2 separate regions of the Macaca mulatta genome follow, and region 2 is linked to region 1. The links are chromatin contacts, called in public Hi-C maps. All regions are on one chromosome and are shown on one strand. Each heading gives the region's core, a stretch centred on a gene start, on an enhancer-like site or on the middle of the called end of the contact. The rest is flanking DNA. Distances are from core to core; before and after follow the strand shown.

The links. A called contact is a pair of places that touch in the nucleus more often than the background predicts.
Region 2: a Hi-C map of fetal cortex germinal zone shows a contact between it and region 1, with 4 times the contacts expected there. The contact joins the promoter of SPATA9 here to the promoter of ARSK in region 1. A contact is called at or near these places in 2 of 14 Hi-C or Micro-C datasets (fetal cortex germinal zone and fetal cortical plate).

What each region holds. Positions count from the first base shown.
Region 1 is chr6:101,926,511-101,934,275 of T2T-MMU8v2.0, reverse strand. It overlaps ARSK (arylsulfatase family member K), which reads right to left and starts at 4,173. Exons shown (of 9, transcript XR_003730442.2): 1 at 3,893-4,173. SKIC3 (SKI3 subunit of superkiller complex) reads left to right here and starts at 4,320. Exons shown (of 43, transcript XM_078004994.1): 1 at 4,320-4,361.
Region 2 is chr6:102,092,895-102,100,659 of T2T-MMU8v2.0, reverse strand. SPATA9 (spermatogenesis associated 9) reads left to right here and starts at 3,955. Exons shown (of 5, transcript XM_078004996.1): 1 at 3,955-4,092. It overlaps RHOBTB3 (Rho related BTB domain containing 3), which reads right to left and starts at 4,720. Exons shown (of 12, transcript NM_001260883.1): 1 at 4,351-4,720; 2 at 3,949-4,174. The coding sequence starts at 4,352.

The DNA.
Region 1 (7,765 bases), core at 2,924-5,423:
GGATTGTTAAATCTTGTCAAATGCTTTTTCTGCATCTATTGAGATGGTCACATGGGTTTTGTCCTTTATTCAGTCAATATGATGTATTACATTAATTGATTTTCAGATAGTAAACTCACTGTACATTTTGGAGATAAATCCCACTTGGTAATGAATAATCCTTCTTATATACTAATGAATTTGGTTTCCTAGTACATTTGTCCCTTGGTATCTGTAGGGGATTGTTTCCAATACCTCCCTAGGATACTAAATCTTTGCAAGCTCAAGTCCCACAGTCAGTCCTGAGGAACCCATGGATAGGAAAAGTCAAGTTCTGTGAGTTCCACATCCCATAAATACCATATATTTTTATCTGAGGTTGGTGGAATCTGCAGATTCAGAACCTGTGAATATGGAGGGCCAAATCCATTTTGCTGAGGATCTTTGCTCTTATATTCCTAAGGGATACTGGTCTGTGGGTTTCTTTCGTTGTGATGTATGCCTGGCTTTGGAATCAGGCAAAAACTGTTTTTTTTTTTTGTTTTTTTTTTTTGAGATGGAGTCTTGCTCTGTTGCCCAGGCTGGAGTGCAATGGCAAGTCTCGGCTCACTGCACCTCTGTCTCCTGGGTTCAAGCAATTCTCCCTGCCTCAGCCTCCCGAGTAACTGGGATTACAGATGCCTGCCACACCTGGCTAATTTTTGTATTTTTAGTAGAGACGGGGTTTCACCATGTTGCCCAGGCTGGTCTCGAACTCCTGATCTCAGGTGATCCACCCACCTCGGTCTCCCAAAGTGCTGGGATTACAGGTGTAAGCCACTGCGCCTGGTCAAACTGGTCTTATAGTTTGGAAGTGTTCTCTCCTAATTTTTGGAAGAGGAGATGAAGAATTAATATTAATTATTCTTTAAGTATTTGGTAGAATTTATCAGTGAAACTGTTTGGGTCTGTGCTTTTCTTTGTTGGTAGTTTTAAAATTACCAGTTTACTCTCTTTACTTCTTATAAGTCTATTCAGATTGCCTATTTCTTCTTGAGTCAGTTTCAGTAGTTTCTGCCTTCCTAGCAATTTGTCCATTTCATTTAAGTTATCTAATTTGATGATATACAGTTGTTATATGTAAGTATTCCCTTGTAATTCTTTTATTTCTTAAGGTAATGTATCCATTCTCTTTCATGATTTTAGTAATCTAGCTCTTTTGTCTTTTTTCTTGTTCAGCATAGCTACTGTTTGTCAATTTTGCTGATTTTGTCTAAGAACCAATTTTTTGTCTCATTGATTTTCTCTACTATTTTTCCATCCTCTGTTTCCTTAATTTCTGCTCTAGTCCTTATTATTTCCTCCATTCTGCTTGCTTTGCAGAAGCTTGTTTGATCTTCTCAGCTTGTCTCTCCTGGTATGGAACCTCTGTCCTACCTCAGAGCTAGGGCCAGGGCAATGAGGGTCCTAGTATTCTCAAGCTTCCGCACCTGGCATAAAGCCTCTGTCCTGTAAGTGGGGGCTGACTGAAGTAAGGGAGCCCTCAACTTCTCAGCTGCATTCATTAGGAATTTAACCTCTCCAACTTGGATTAGGAGAAGATGAGAAATCCTCACAGCCTGTCCCTTCTAGTGAGATATGATAACCAGTCATTGGGAGCTGTGGGGAGGAGTCCTATCTTCTTGGCCACACCCACGTGAGTGAAACCTCTGTCAAAGCCATAGTTCACTGCCACAGACTCTTCTTGCTGTTCTTACCAAGTTTTAGTGGATTTTCTTGAATAAATGTTTCTTCATTTGGTGTATGCCCTTAGGACAATTTCCAGACACTTTAAATGTTTCAAATATTTAATAGTTTTTATGTATAAAGTGTTTTCATTTGTTTTGCTTGTTTTCTTGGGAGTCGGTCTGCAAAGCTCTTGCGTTGTTATCCTGAATGTAAAACAAATGTGCTATCTTCTTCCTACAATTATTATCAGCTGAACTGCTCTAGCTTAGCCTGTAGAGTTTTAGAAATGATAAATCAGTGTCAAGAATCTAACAGCATACCAAACTGGCATAATCATAGACAGAGGAATTATTTTAAGTTTAAAGACCAATCTTTTCACTATATAGTTGAATACACCTAAAACAAAAACTTCAAAGAAACTGTAAGCTCCACTCAGGACTAGCATTATTTCTAGTAATATTACTGTCTTATTTTCAAACACATTGATATATACATATTATATGTTTGGAAAAAGCAAATAAGTAATTGTATTAATGTGTTTAGACCAAAATATTTGGCATAAGACAAAAAAGATATAAGTATAAAAATTAAAGAATGAACTCATAAATTTGAATGGAAAGTATCAGTATAATCTCACAATTTATTTTTCTCTTTCTAAAATATATGTACTTTCTAGATTTGTCCACTGGAAAGGTCTAGATGCAATGAAAACCCTAACACTCAGATTGTGGTCTCTAAATACAAGATGGGGCAGGAAATACGCATTGTGGACACTGAACTCTGTTAAAGCAAGCTGTCAAATACTAATGGGGATGGGTCAAAAGGACTCAGAACCACCTGAAGGGGCTTCCACTGGCCAAAGATAGGACACTTTGAATACTAACAAGTATGTGAATGCCAAAAATGTAAGCAAATATAGAAAAATCTATGCATTCATACTATACTAAAGAAGTAACAAACCTAAATATCTCAGTCATCTTTAGAAGTTTCTGGGATGTTGTGATCCACATCCGAATTCCCTTTTAGGAATGAACAATTGCCTCTGCTGAAGACAGCTGCTTTGCCCAACATCATGCCCCATTCTAGGAGCAGCCCACAATCAGTGGCCATCCAACATGCAGGTAGAAAGGTCTGTTCCCCTCACTCCAACTGGAAAGCAGCTCTGAAGCACCATATTAGTTTTGAGAACTGTCATAATAAGATAGCAACAAAATTCAGCTTCTCCTCTGCACAATCCTGCTTCCTTCATTTGTCTTTGATTACAAGATCACTCTGTAATAAAATGCCATCTAGTCAATTTCCAGTACCGCCCATTCTCTAAGTTTAAATCACAAAGATAACTTTAATATTTTCAAAAAATCTCATGGGCACATCCAGACTATGCAATTTTAATCATCACGGGTTAATCTATGAGAAAGGGAATACAACATATGATTGCAAACACTCTTTAGTGCCAGATATGCTTAACACCAACCTCTGTGTGACCACAGTAACACCGAGTGATAATAAACTAATATTACAATTAATAACCAAACAATTGTCTAAGCAGCACTTTTTAAAACATGTATCATCCTAAAAGCTTCGGTAAGGTTGACAGTAGCACCTTTGGCTTGGGAAAGTTTCAGAAACTGTTTAAGTTTGGGATTCGGCCACATTACCAACACACACACACACGCAAAATTTTTCTGGAATACGGGGGAGTGAATCAAGTTATACCAACGACTCCATTTGAATCAGCACTAACAGGATTATCACAAACCTGGATAATAAAAATAAACTTTCTTCACTTCTCACCCAAACATGAATTCCTGCAAACCTGAGGTGAACTGGGAAATGACTTTTGGAAAGCTTACACGCTTTTATGGAGATGCAGAATGTTATTTTACCACACAATTAAACCAAACCGGGGTATGGACTGAAAGTTCATTAGTAGTGGTAAAATAATTTAGCGAATCGAGGTCACTATTAAAAAAAAAATCTGCAAAGATGTTTTCAGTATTTCACTATTGTTTTACATGCCTGCATAGGTATGTGGTGTGCTTGTGAGTACACGGGGCCTCACATAAAATGTATTTCTTTCTTTGCATCGGGGTGAAAGGTGTTTGAAAATGTCTCAGGTTCTGCTACCCAAAGCTTGCAGCACAGGCGGCGGCGGGGAGGTCTCCGGTCCCTAGCGGGGGCCCCTCCCCTGCCTCGCGGTACTTACAAAGGAGTCGCTTACGACCAGCACCACGTTGGGCACTTTGGCTGCTCCCCGCCTCTGCTCCCCTGCTCCGGGGGCCTGTACCGCTAGCGCCGAGACTGCGACCAGCGACACCCACAGCAGTAGCATCGCTGGTAGCGGTTTTGAGAGCCTGTCGCCGGGCCAGCCGCCTCCCTCTGGCGTTCTCTCCCTGGCAGAGCAGGGTAGGGACAGCGAACAACTCCCAGAGCTTGCAGTTTGGTTTCTTGATAGTAACGTCGGGCTTCACCCGCAGAACTACAACTCCCATCAGGCTGAGAGCGCGCACATGCGCAACAGAGAAATCTCCGCTTTTACCCACATTAAGGCTTTTTAATCAAATACCGAGCAAATCAGAACCCAGCCACTTCCAGTCACGTGAATGATGCCTGGGAAAGGCGCATGCGCTCTCATTGCAGACTCGGCATTTGTAGAAGAGGAGCATCTGTCCCAGGTGGGTTCGGATCTCTGTCGCTTTTGCACAAGGGATCATAAAGGCGATTGAAATGGTACTTAGCGAAAGAAAGGATCGGGGCCGGGGCTGTTCGTTTTGGGCCGCGCAAGCGTGACTGAGTGTTCGGCGAGAGCGTGAACTGGGCGGCGATGAGGTGGCGGCGCGGCTGTCACTTAAGTTCAATAGGGCGGTTCCTTGTGGGGCCTCTGGGTGGACCGCCTCAGGTGCGCCGTGAATACCTTAGAGCCCCTCGAATACCTTCCCAGAGAAATCTCTAGTCTGTCTCATCTTATAGCTTCTCTTACCCTGTGCAGTCAGGATTTACTGTGCTCTCATGGGACGAGGAGCGGGGCCTAGTAAGAAGTTTCAGGCTGTAGGCGGGGGAAAGCATAGCTGTTCCTTGCCTTCAGAGAGCAAAGGAGACAAGGGAAACTGGAGGGGGAAATGGGCTCTGCGACGTATTCAGTTAGTTGGCGTAGGTTCAGAATATCATTGTTTTGCTGCAGAATAAAAACCGGTCTCTTTTGACTGTTGAATTCCTTTGGAGAGTTCTGGAAGAAGAAGATTTCTGTCCCAAAGCCAAATTCCAATTTCAGTATCTAGTTTCGAGTATATAATTTGCACATCACACTAGTAGTTTTAATATTCTGATAGTAAAAAGAGGAGTTGTACTACTTACTTAACATAATTCAACTGAATGCTAGTATCTGGCAGGTTTTTTTTTGCATAAGATAATTGTAATAAGGAACAGATTTATTTAATACTCACATGACACTTAGGTGCTGAGCGTTACACTAAGCATTTACTGAGCATCTACTGCATGCCAGGTACTTTTATATGGAATATTTTCCATGATCCTCACTTTCACTATATTGCAGATAGGAAAACAGGCTTAGAGAGGTTAAATGACTGACCTGAGTTTACACAGGGAGCCAGTCAGAGCACGACTGAAAATTGAAGAGTCTGTGCCGTAACTCACTAAATGCTCTGTCTGCAGTTAATTACAAAATTTCTTGCCAGTCTACTGAGTTTATCTGTTAGTGTAGCAGAATTGTTACTCAAGCAGCGTGATAAAGATCTGCGGGTCACACAAAAACGTAAACAGTGTTGGGCGCGGTGGCTCACGCCTGTAATCCCAGCACTTTGGAAGGCCGAGACGGACGGATCACCTAAGGTCAGGAGTTTGAGACCAGCCTGGCCAACATGGTGAAACCCCGTCTTTACGAAAAATACACAAAATACCGGGCGTGGTGGCGGGCGCCTGTAATCCCAGCTACTCGGGAGGCTGAGGCAGGAGAATCGCTTGAACCCAGAAGGCGGAGGTTGCAGTGAGCCGAGATCACACCAATGCACTCCAGCCTGGGCAACAAGAGCAAAACTCTGTCTCAAAAAAAAAAAAAAAAAAAAAAAAAAAACCTAAACAATAGTCTCGGTTTACACGAGGTTAGACTTCAGGGAAGCAAAACCTAGCATACATGAAATAATAATACAGCGTGGAAGGTGATACCAGTGGACTCCCTCATAAACACAAATTTGTTTCGAATTTATTTGGAATGTAGGATGTATTTTCTACCATGGTGACAATATTGACTGACATTTGAATTCATAAAAGTTATATTTAACTTTGTGTCTGATTCCATAAACTGTACTTACTCTCTACAGCCTTGTTTCCACAGGATATGTACTCTGATGACAGAATTACAAGAATACATCTTTTTTTCTTTCTCCCCTTGGCAGTGTCAATAGGAGCAGGTGCTGCAGTGATTTGGAGCAAGACAGATATTTTAGAGCCTTAGAGACATTGTGCTGGAAGAATCTAAGAGGCTTCTAGTCCTACTTCCCATCTGACATTCAGTTTATCCTAAATCATTCCTGCTGAGTGGATTGTTCAGCCTGTGCTTTTTCATCTCCAGCGATGGGAAGCACTTCCACTGAACGCCTCATTCCACTTTAAATAGGTCTCATTAAAAGTTCCTATTTTAAGTTGAAGTTAATCTTCCTCTATTTTTAACCATTCATTAGTTCATTTTTCTTCACTTTTACATGGATAATCTCTCCCTTTCAACAGTCCTTCCCCTCACTCCCTCTCCACCATTTATTTTTTCCCTAGTCCCCAGTTTCTTCAGCTAGTTCTCATAATTTCAGGTTCCCTCATTGTTTTGATTACTCTTTTGTGAACATATAACATTTTTGCTAATCAGTAACTATGCTATCAGAAAAGCTACTCAGGAGAATGTAACCATTTGCCTCACTGCCTACTTCCCTCCCACCGTTTTTCACTCCTGTATGCTCTCCCCTAGAATACTGAGTTCCCAAAGCCCTCTTTGGAAAGTGCGGGTCACAGATGCTTCTGTGGGCTTGTTTTTCCCCAGGAGCGTCCTCAAAGTGTGACTCGATAAACCTCTACTGATTGAGACACTTCCCTCAGTCACTCAGTTTTTTGTTAACACTGGTAAGCTTTGGAAGCTAGAAGATCATTAGCTCTTTATTGAATATGTATTATTCAGTAAGTGTTGGGTATCTAAGAAGCTCTGAAAATATAAGACCTACATCTAAGAATTTATTGAATTGGGAGACAGGTTATGTCTATATAAGATAATAAAAATAATATTTTTTAAGTTGCAGTGGAGTAGCTCAGTTAATAAGTGGTTTGGAGGAGGAAGTGATCCCTGTTGTAGGCTGTACTCTAGTATTCATGTAGTGTAGTAACTAATTTGAAGAGGATACTCATGTTTGATGATAGCTGTCTTTTGAGGAATACAGATGCTTCTTGACTTATGATGGGGTTACACCACGATAAACCCATTTTAACTTGAAAATATTGTAAGTCAAAATGCATTTAATATCCTGATAAGCACTTCCTAAAGTCAAAAAACTGTAAGTTCAGCCATTTGTAAGTCAGGGGCCATTTTTTTTTTTTTTTTTTTAGACACAGTCTCACTCTGTCGCCCAGGCTGGAGTGCAGTGGCCAGATCTCAGCTCACTGCAAGCTCCGCCTACCGGGTTCACGCCATTCTCCTGCCTCAGCCTCCGGAGTAGCTGGGACTACAGGCGCCCGCCACCACGCCCGCCTAGTTTTTTTTGTATTTTTTAGTAGAGACGGGGTTTCACCGTGTTAGCCAGGATGGTCTCGATCTCCTGACCTCGTGATCCGCCTGTCTCGGCCTCCCAAAGTGCTGGGATTACAGGCTTGAGCCACTGCGCCCGGCCCAGGGGCCATTTGTATAGGTAAGAAGTTTACTTCTTGAGAGAGCAAGGAAGAAGGAGGTTGCAGAGAGGGTTGGGGATTTTGAATGTGTAGAGAAAATCTGTAACTGAGTTATCACACTAGTTGTTTTAGGAATGGCAAGTAGTGAAGTTGATTGAGCGAATAACAGTAGATAGGACATTATTAGTATAGATTA
Region 2 (7,765 bases), core at 2,706-5,205, 170 kb before region 1:
GCTCACTGCAGCCTCTGCCTCCCAGGTTCAAGCAATTCCTGTGCCTCAGCCTCCCGAGTAGCTGGGACTACAGATGTGCACCACCATTCCAGCTAATTTTTTGTACTTTAGCAGAGATGGGGGTTTCAACCATGATGCTCAGGCTGGTCTTGAACTTCTGAGCTCAGGCAATCTGCCCACTTCGATCTCCCAAAGTGGTAGGATTACAGGCATGAGCCACCACGCCTGGTCTGGGTTGATATTTTAAATATAATTTTTCAAAGTTTTTGTATGAATAGTGATGTAAGGAAAATATCTTTAGGTATCTTAATTCCACTACCAAATAAGTACAAGTAGTTTTCTTCTCACATTCTAGTTAACTATTAATCATTTGTCCTTTTATGTGGCCTTTGGTACATATTTCCAGGATGTAATAAAGCTAGATTAAGAAAATAGCTAGGTGTGACTAACGGGTCCAAAATCTGTTGAGCTAAGAAAGTCCAAACTTTGAAATAATGAATCTAAAGCAGGGTTAACAGTGTTTGAATCAGCCAACCAAGGTCTACGTGACAGAGCTTTTATCCTACAATGGAACATTCTGGAGGAGTTATCACACAGCAATGCCCTTCTGCAGAGAAAGCTTCTTCTCATCAGTGCCTCCCCCAGTTCCCCATACCCTCCCAGCCACTCATTTCTCACAAGTACACTCAGAGTAACAAGAACTGCAGAATTTTTTGTCATGAATACCCTATCAAAACTGGGATGCGTACAGTATCTTTGAAGGAAGGTAAAAGAACCAAAAAAAAAAAGGCAAACTATAAACAACAAAGGCAAGGCTTGAACTTAGTAGAGGGTGCAAGGGGGGGAGAAGGGAAGTGGGACACAGTGCAAGAAAATGGGAAAGCTTCCCAGCAGAACTCTTAAACTGCCAAATCCCAAACCACACAGACTATTCAGTTCCAAATGCATCTGTTATAGCATTCAAGTTCAAAGTATACAAGTATAACAGAGTGCATAAGTATAACAAGGAAGACAAACGAGATAAAAAGCTAAACAAAAGTGGGGCCAATATTAAGCAGCCATTTAACTCTGAGAGAATAAATCAAAAGTAGCTGCTTTTCGAATTCCAAATAGTTCAAAATTCCAGAGTTACTGGAGAAGTATCCGGGGATGAGGAGGACCTTTAAGGGAAAACGTTATGAAAAAATGGGTCTGGGCATCTTTAACTCTGTGGGATTGAGGATGTGAAGACTATAAATACTTTTATTTGTAATCCAAAGCAGAGCTTCAAACCCTGCAAAGAAAACTGTAAATCTATTAAACTACCTCACTGCTTTTTGTGGAATATTTTTAACAAATAGTAAAAGATATAGAAACGTGAAATGAAATAATAACGTACCACACCAAAAAAACAGATGGGAAAGAGAGAAAGACACACTAAATAATGTGCTATGTCTAATGAATCTGCAGCACATTTGTTTTAAAAGTTCCAAGCATTTAAGGCAAGGATCCAGGGTAAGGCTAAGGATCTACAGAAGAGAACTAGGGAAGAGAAAGACAGATATCTCATTTAAACTTCAAGGCAACAACAACACATCTCTTCTCAAACTATGTCAAAGAGAAAATACTCCAAAGATTTCCAGAATTATGAAGGAAATCAAATTCTCCTACCACTTGTAAATCAGTTCCAGGATTTCCTCTAGGGGGTTATGCAACACAAGGCTTGGAGCCACATTTGGAGAATTGAACTCATCTTTAAAAAAAAAATCTGAATTTCTACAGTGAAACTATTTTATTTTACTTGAATGTGGGGCTGCATGTATGAAGAATGAACATCGCTGCCCCAGTGTACTGGTACTGTAGTTGTATACATCTTGAATGACCTGCGAAAATCTTACTTTTGCTTAGTATTAATACAAGTGATACATAACTATACTAAAGTTATAACAAACACTTTATTTTTATATTAGCTACCACTTATAGAGCAGCTACTAAATGTCAGCCTCTATACTTAGAACGTGATGCGTGCTAGTTTCTCATTCACTTCTCAGCACAGCTCTAGGAGGCAGATTATTTTATAGATAGGGAAAATAAGGCTGAGAAGGTAAGTGATTTAACAAGGACACGCAGACCTGAAATGGCAATGTGAGAATCTGAAATCAGATCCTTTTGATATCAAAGGCTGTGCTTTATCTGCTCTATGTAATATTCTGATTCTGTAATATGTCAAATAACAGTTTATTAATGCAATCAGCTTTAGTATCTCTGATGGGCTTTACTTACCACCAAGTGAAGAAAAGCACCTTATAAAGAGCAACTCTAGAAATGGAATCTCATATCTGAAGATCATTATAGCCCAGCAAATTGTACCGGGTTACAAACTTGGTGCCTTAAATAGGGCCAGAGTCTAACCAAACAAAAAGTGATTAGCAAAATAAACCATAACAACCAGCATATGGGAAAAATCCGTACCATAGAGGCTTATTTTCTCCATTTGGAAGATTTCATTTTACTAGACAAAGTGTATGGGATCACAAGCATTGCTGTTTGCAAAATTAACAATATAAACAGGAAAATGTTAACAGCTCAAATTAAATATAGGGAAAGCAATCCTAACATCCTAATGTAGCTAATTTTATTTTCCCTACGTTTACTCTATTCACCAAACATTTGTTCAACTGCATGTTGAACCGTTATGTTTTTAGGCTGTAAGATCTTTCACGACGAAAGAGTCCAAGTAAAAGAAGTGTTTCATTTGCCTGCATAGACTCTGGTCAGTAAGCTCTCCATCACACTTCTTATGACCAGCGTCATCACTGTCATAACTAGGGGTTTAATAGCATCTCTTAACTGAAAAGGTCTGTTTTTTATTTTACCAAATTAACAAACTTTCTTCTTTAACTGAAAACTTAAACAAGCGAGTGATCTTCTTTCTGTTACATGGAATTTTGCATAAAAAATTTTTCCAAGTACACTCTACACATTTTTTAGAAAGGCATGATAGTTTCCTATAGCCCTGATTCAGTTTTTAAAATTGCTGTTTAAATGTGAAATCTCACACAATGACAATTCGTATTTTTTCAGGCACTAAACTTTCTTCTGTTATTAAATGTAAACTTAGCTGAAACATACGTAACTCCAATATCAGTAAAGAATCAGAGATTTTCAAATAAGACCAAAGGAAAACATTCAAACATAATGTTATTGTATACTGAAAATACTTATATGTGTCAGAAAGTAAATTCCTTTCTCCCTTAATCAAACACTCAAGAATCGGGCTACAATTTATCCACTTCACTACAATTTTGTTCAATTATTACAAATTTTAATTTTTTAAGTTTTCCAAGCAACATTAGTAATATTATTTCTGATTTATGAGTCACTAAGACAAATGGCTAATACATAAAGAGTATTTGCATTATTAAAATTAAAAGTTTTCAGAGATCAATTAATAGTGCTATAAATGAGTCATTTAAAATTAACTCCCAGTCCCTGTCTTTTCCTCTGCTTTCCAGAGGAACTATTTCTGAACTGTCCCAATGAAAAGTATTTTTGCCTGTGTTGAGCTTTGAGAAGGCTGTATTTTTAGAACACCAATATTACACTATCACCCATAGGGTAGGCATAAAAAAACACTGCTTTCTGCTGGTGAAACTTAGTGACCCCGTCCCTTGGAGTTGGCACATTCAACTGTCAGCTGCCTCCCAAGGGACAACCCACAGTCGTGAAGTGTACCAGTAAGTGCTCCACATTCCCACTGGGGCCTTCTATCTTCCTAAGAGTCTTCTCTGACGGGGCTGTGCCCTGCCCAGTGAAACAAAGGACCGAATATTTTCTCAAAAATGTTTAAAAATTTGACCCATGTAACGCGAACACTCCACACTCACGGAAGTGGGCAGAAGGGGGAGGGGGCAAAAAAGGAAAGAAAAGCTTCTTCAGCCTTGGCGTGGAGCAGCTGCTGTTCCTTACCCAGACGGGACAGTCGTGGACCACCAGTTTGACATTCCCAAACGCACTGGCCTGATACTCGGTGAACACTGGACGCGCGACCGTGCTGGCCGCGTTCAGCAACAAGCTGCTCTCGTCCCCCGAGACCAGAGGGCTTCTCCCCAGGTAAGTGCGGATGAGACCCGACGGCCGGTTGTCCTGGTGGAACGCGTCCCCCTCGTTCCCCAGCGCCACGATGTGGATGGACCTGCACGGACAGAGAGGGGGCGAGGGGAGAAGGGAAGCACGGTCAGCGCGCGGGTCTCTCCTCGGAACAGGAAGTGCGGGGGACAGCGCGCGGCTAGGATGGGCACCAGCCCCCGTCCCTGGGGCGCACGGCACGCGCTGGAGAGAGACAATGGCAGGACGGCGGCGCGTACGTACATGATCTCAAATCCAAGGGCAGGGCGGCGACTCGGAGAAAAGCAGCGGCTTACGGCCTCGCGGGGCCCCCGGGCGGCGAGTTCACCCGCAATCCGCTCATCCCCGGCCGCGTCCCTCTCGCGCGCCTCCACCGCGGCGGGGCCGACGCAGAGCGGGGCCGGGGCCGCGCCAGCCAGCAAGCGAGCCGGACACCAGGGTGGGCTAGCGGGCGGGGGGCAAGCTGCTGCTACTCAGAGACTGCCCGGGAACATCGCCGGGCGCGGGACCGCCGCGCAGCCCCGAGTGGACGCAGCTGACCGCAGTCCCCTCTCCGCCGCGCCTCCTCGGCTGGCAGCTATCGCCTCCTGCTGCTGCTGCTGCCGCTGCTCCTCCTCCTCCTCTAGGCAGAGAAGGGGGGTCGGGGAGATCGGGGCCTCCGCCCCCTCGGCGGACCGGGCGAAGCACGTGCCGGCCCCGGGGGTCGGGCGGACACAGGGAACGCGCTCCCCGCCGAGGCCCCGGAGCTCCCGCGGCAGCGGCCGGACACAAAGGAGTGGCCCGCGCGGGGCGCCGCGGAATATAAATTAATAAATACAACGCCCCAGCCCGAGAGCTCCCGACCGCCAATCCGCCTGCAGCAAGTTTGTTCAACTCGCAAGGCCGTAACCAGAGCCAGGAAAGGGGGGTGGGGCGATGGGGCCCCCGCTCACTCCGGACTGGAAAAAGGAGGTTAGGGAAGCTAGGGATTCCAGCACGAGTGCCGCCCCAGCAACCCGATTTTCCCCCCTCTTGGCTTTGACCGAAAGTGCTTTACCACGGCTGCCGCTTTGTCATTTGTCAACATGCGCTACTGCTGTTTTCTAAAATCATACTTGTGAGAAAAAATAAAGACAACATTCATGCCACTGCAGAAAGGGTTCTTTGTTCGCACACCAATTAATTTGCTAATGTCGCCTTGGGGGGATTATTTACTATTTCGAGCTTTATTTAGCGTATTTTAGCGAAAACTTCAGGATTTTAAATGCTGGGATTTTTAGTGTGATCGTTTTTAAAGGAAGTTATGTATGGGGGTTTAATGTGTTGGTGAGTTAAATGCTAGTTTACTTGGAGATTTTTCTGTACACATTATGGACACATATTTAATAATAGCTCCGCAGACCAACTGAAAACATAATCATGTAAATGCAAAGATACTTTAGATTCTTTCATAATAATGCACTGAAGTAAAGGCTATGAATATCCCTAGCGTGCTTCAAACTACCTCAATACAAACGAACACTGGGATCCACTTACACCAAAATGGGCCAGGGATTACTCTGGGGTTAGACTCCTCCATACAGTATTAAAATTCTAACCAGTACCTTACTCCGTCTTAAAAAGAGTTCTTGCTTATCCTTTTATCTATTTATTTTTCCCTTCTGTAAAATTGGACTGTTTCTTTTCTCAACTGAGCTATTTTGAGGGTATGAAAGAAGGGGTATTGAGTAGGGTAGTAAAAAACTAGGGTAACAGCTTTTTATTATGGGCCCTTATTGCTCGGTTGAAAGTAGTTTAGTAGTTTCTCGTGCTCAGAGAAGATATAATAGCAGACATTCTTTATGTGGTCACTAATTTTTTTAAATCTAATTTCCCTTTGCATTTTCTGATTTCTCTTTTAGTCTCTAGAACCTAAACCATCCTTAAAAATTCCAGCATTCAGGATCACTTTTTCTCTTGGGTTAATGGAAAATATATTTTCTCATCAGTCTCTTCCAGAAACCCATAAGTCAAAAACAAAGACACTAGAATGGATGAATGGATAAAGAAAATGTGGTATACACATGTAATGGACGATTAGCCTTTAAAAAAGCAGAAAATTCCTTCATAAACTACAACATGGATGAACCTTGAGGACCTTGTGCTACGTGGAATCAGCCAGTTGCAAATCACAAAAAGTGATTCCATTTATAGGAGGTATCTAAAGTAGTCAAACTCTTAGAAACAGAAAGTAGAATAATGGTTACCAGGGGCTGGGGAGAGGGGAAAAGGGGTCGTTGTTCAACAGGTATAGTGTTTCAGGTTTGCAGGAAGAAAAAGATACAGATATCTGTTGCATGAGGTGCATCCGTAGTTCATACTATACTGAACTATAGGACTGAACACTAGAACATTATTAACTAAACACTAGAACATGTACTGAACACTAGAACATGATTAACGTGGTAAATATTGTTATATTTTATGACAATATAAAAATATTAATACAAAAATGAAACAAAAAAAGACACCAAAGTTGCTGACAACTGGGAAGTGTCAGAAAGGGGGAAAGTATTCATTTTTTCCTTCGTTACTGAATATGTGAGCCAAGCCTGTGCTGGGTAGGCATGGGAGATCCCAAGATACATAAGACTTGGTCATTGACCTTAAGAAGCTAAGGCAATTTGTTACCAGAAAGGGGTCCCAATCCCGACTCCAAAAGAGAGTTCTTGGACCTCCAGTGAGGAATTCAGGGAGTCCATAAAGTGAAAGCAAGTTGATTAAGAAAATAAAGGAATAAAATAATGGCTACTCCATAGGCAGAGCAGTGTCATAGGCTGCTCAGCTGAGTATACTTATAGTTATTTCTTGATTATATGCTAAACAAGGGGTGGATTATTCATGAATTTTTCCGGAAAGGGTGGGCAATTCCCAGAACTGAGAGTTCCTCCGCTTTTTAGACCATATAGGGTAACTTCCTGATGTTGCCATGACATTTGTAAACTGTCATTGTGCTGGTGGAGTGTCTTTTAGCATGCTAGCGCATTATAATTAACATATAATGAGCAGTGAGGTTGACCAGAGGTCCCTGTCACCACCATCTTGGTTTTGGTGGGTTTTGGCCGGCTTCTTTACCGCATTCTGTTTTATCAGCAAGGTCTTTGTGACCTGTATCTTCTGCTGAGCTTCTATCTCATCCTGTGGCTAAGAATGCCTAACCTTCTAGGAATGTAGCCCAGTAGGTTTCAGCCTTGGTGTACCCAGCCCCTACTCAAGATGGAGTTGCTCTGGTTCAAACGCCTCTGACATATTAATTAGTTTGTGAATATTAGCACACTTAATCCTTTTGAAAACATTCTAGTTCCTTAAGTGATTAGGCAGTCAGTAAAAGAGATAGGTACAAAGTAAAAGATAAGTTCAGTGAATGTTAGGAAGAGATCTGTGCTTTCTGTGTCAGACAGAAGTTCATAAAGGAAGTAAACATTGTCTTAGGTCTTAAAAGATTAAGAGTTTGTTAGCTTTGGAGGAAGAGGAGGTTAGAAGGGAAGGAGTATTTGAAAGATCTGGACAGACATCACATGCAAAGGTATAAAAAAATGGAAGATCATGACTCGTCCTAGGAACAGCAAGAGATGAAGTTAGTGCTAGCATGAAGATTTCTATATTAAAGCAGGCAGAAAAAAGAGTGGTGGAGGCTTCC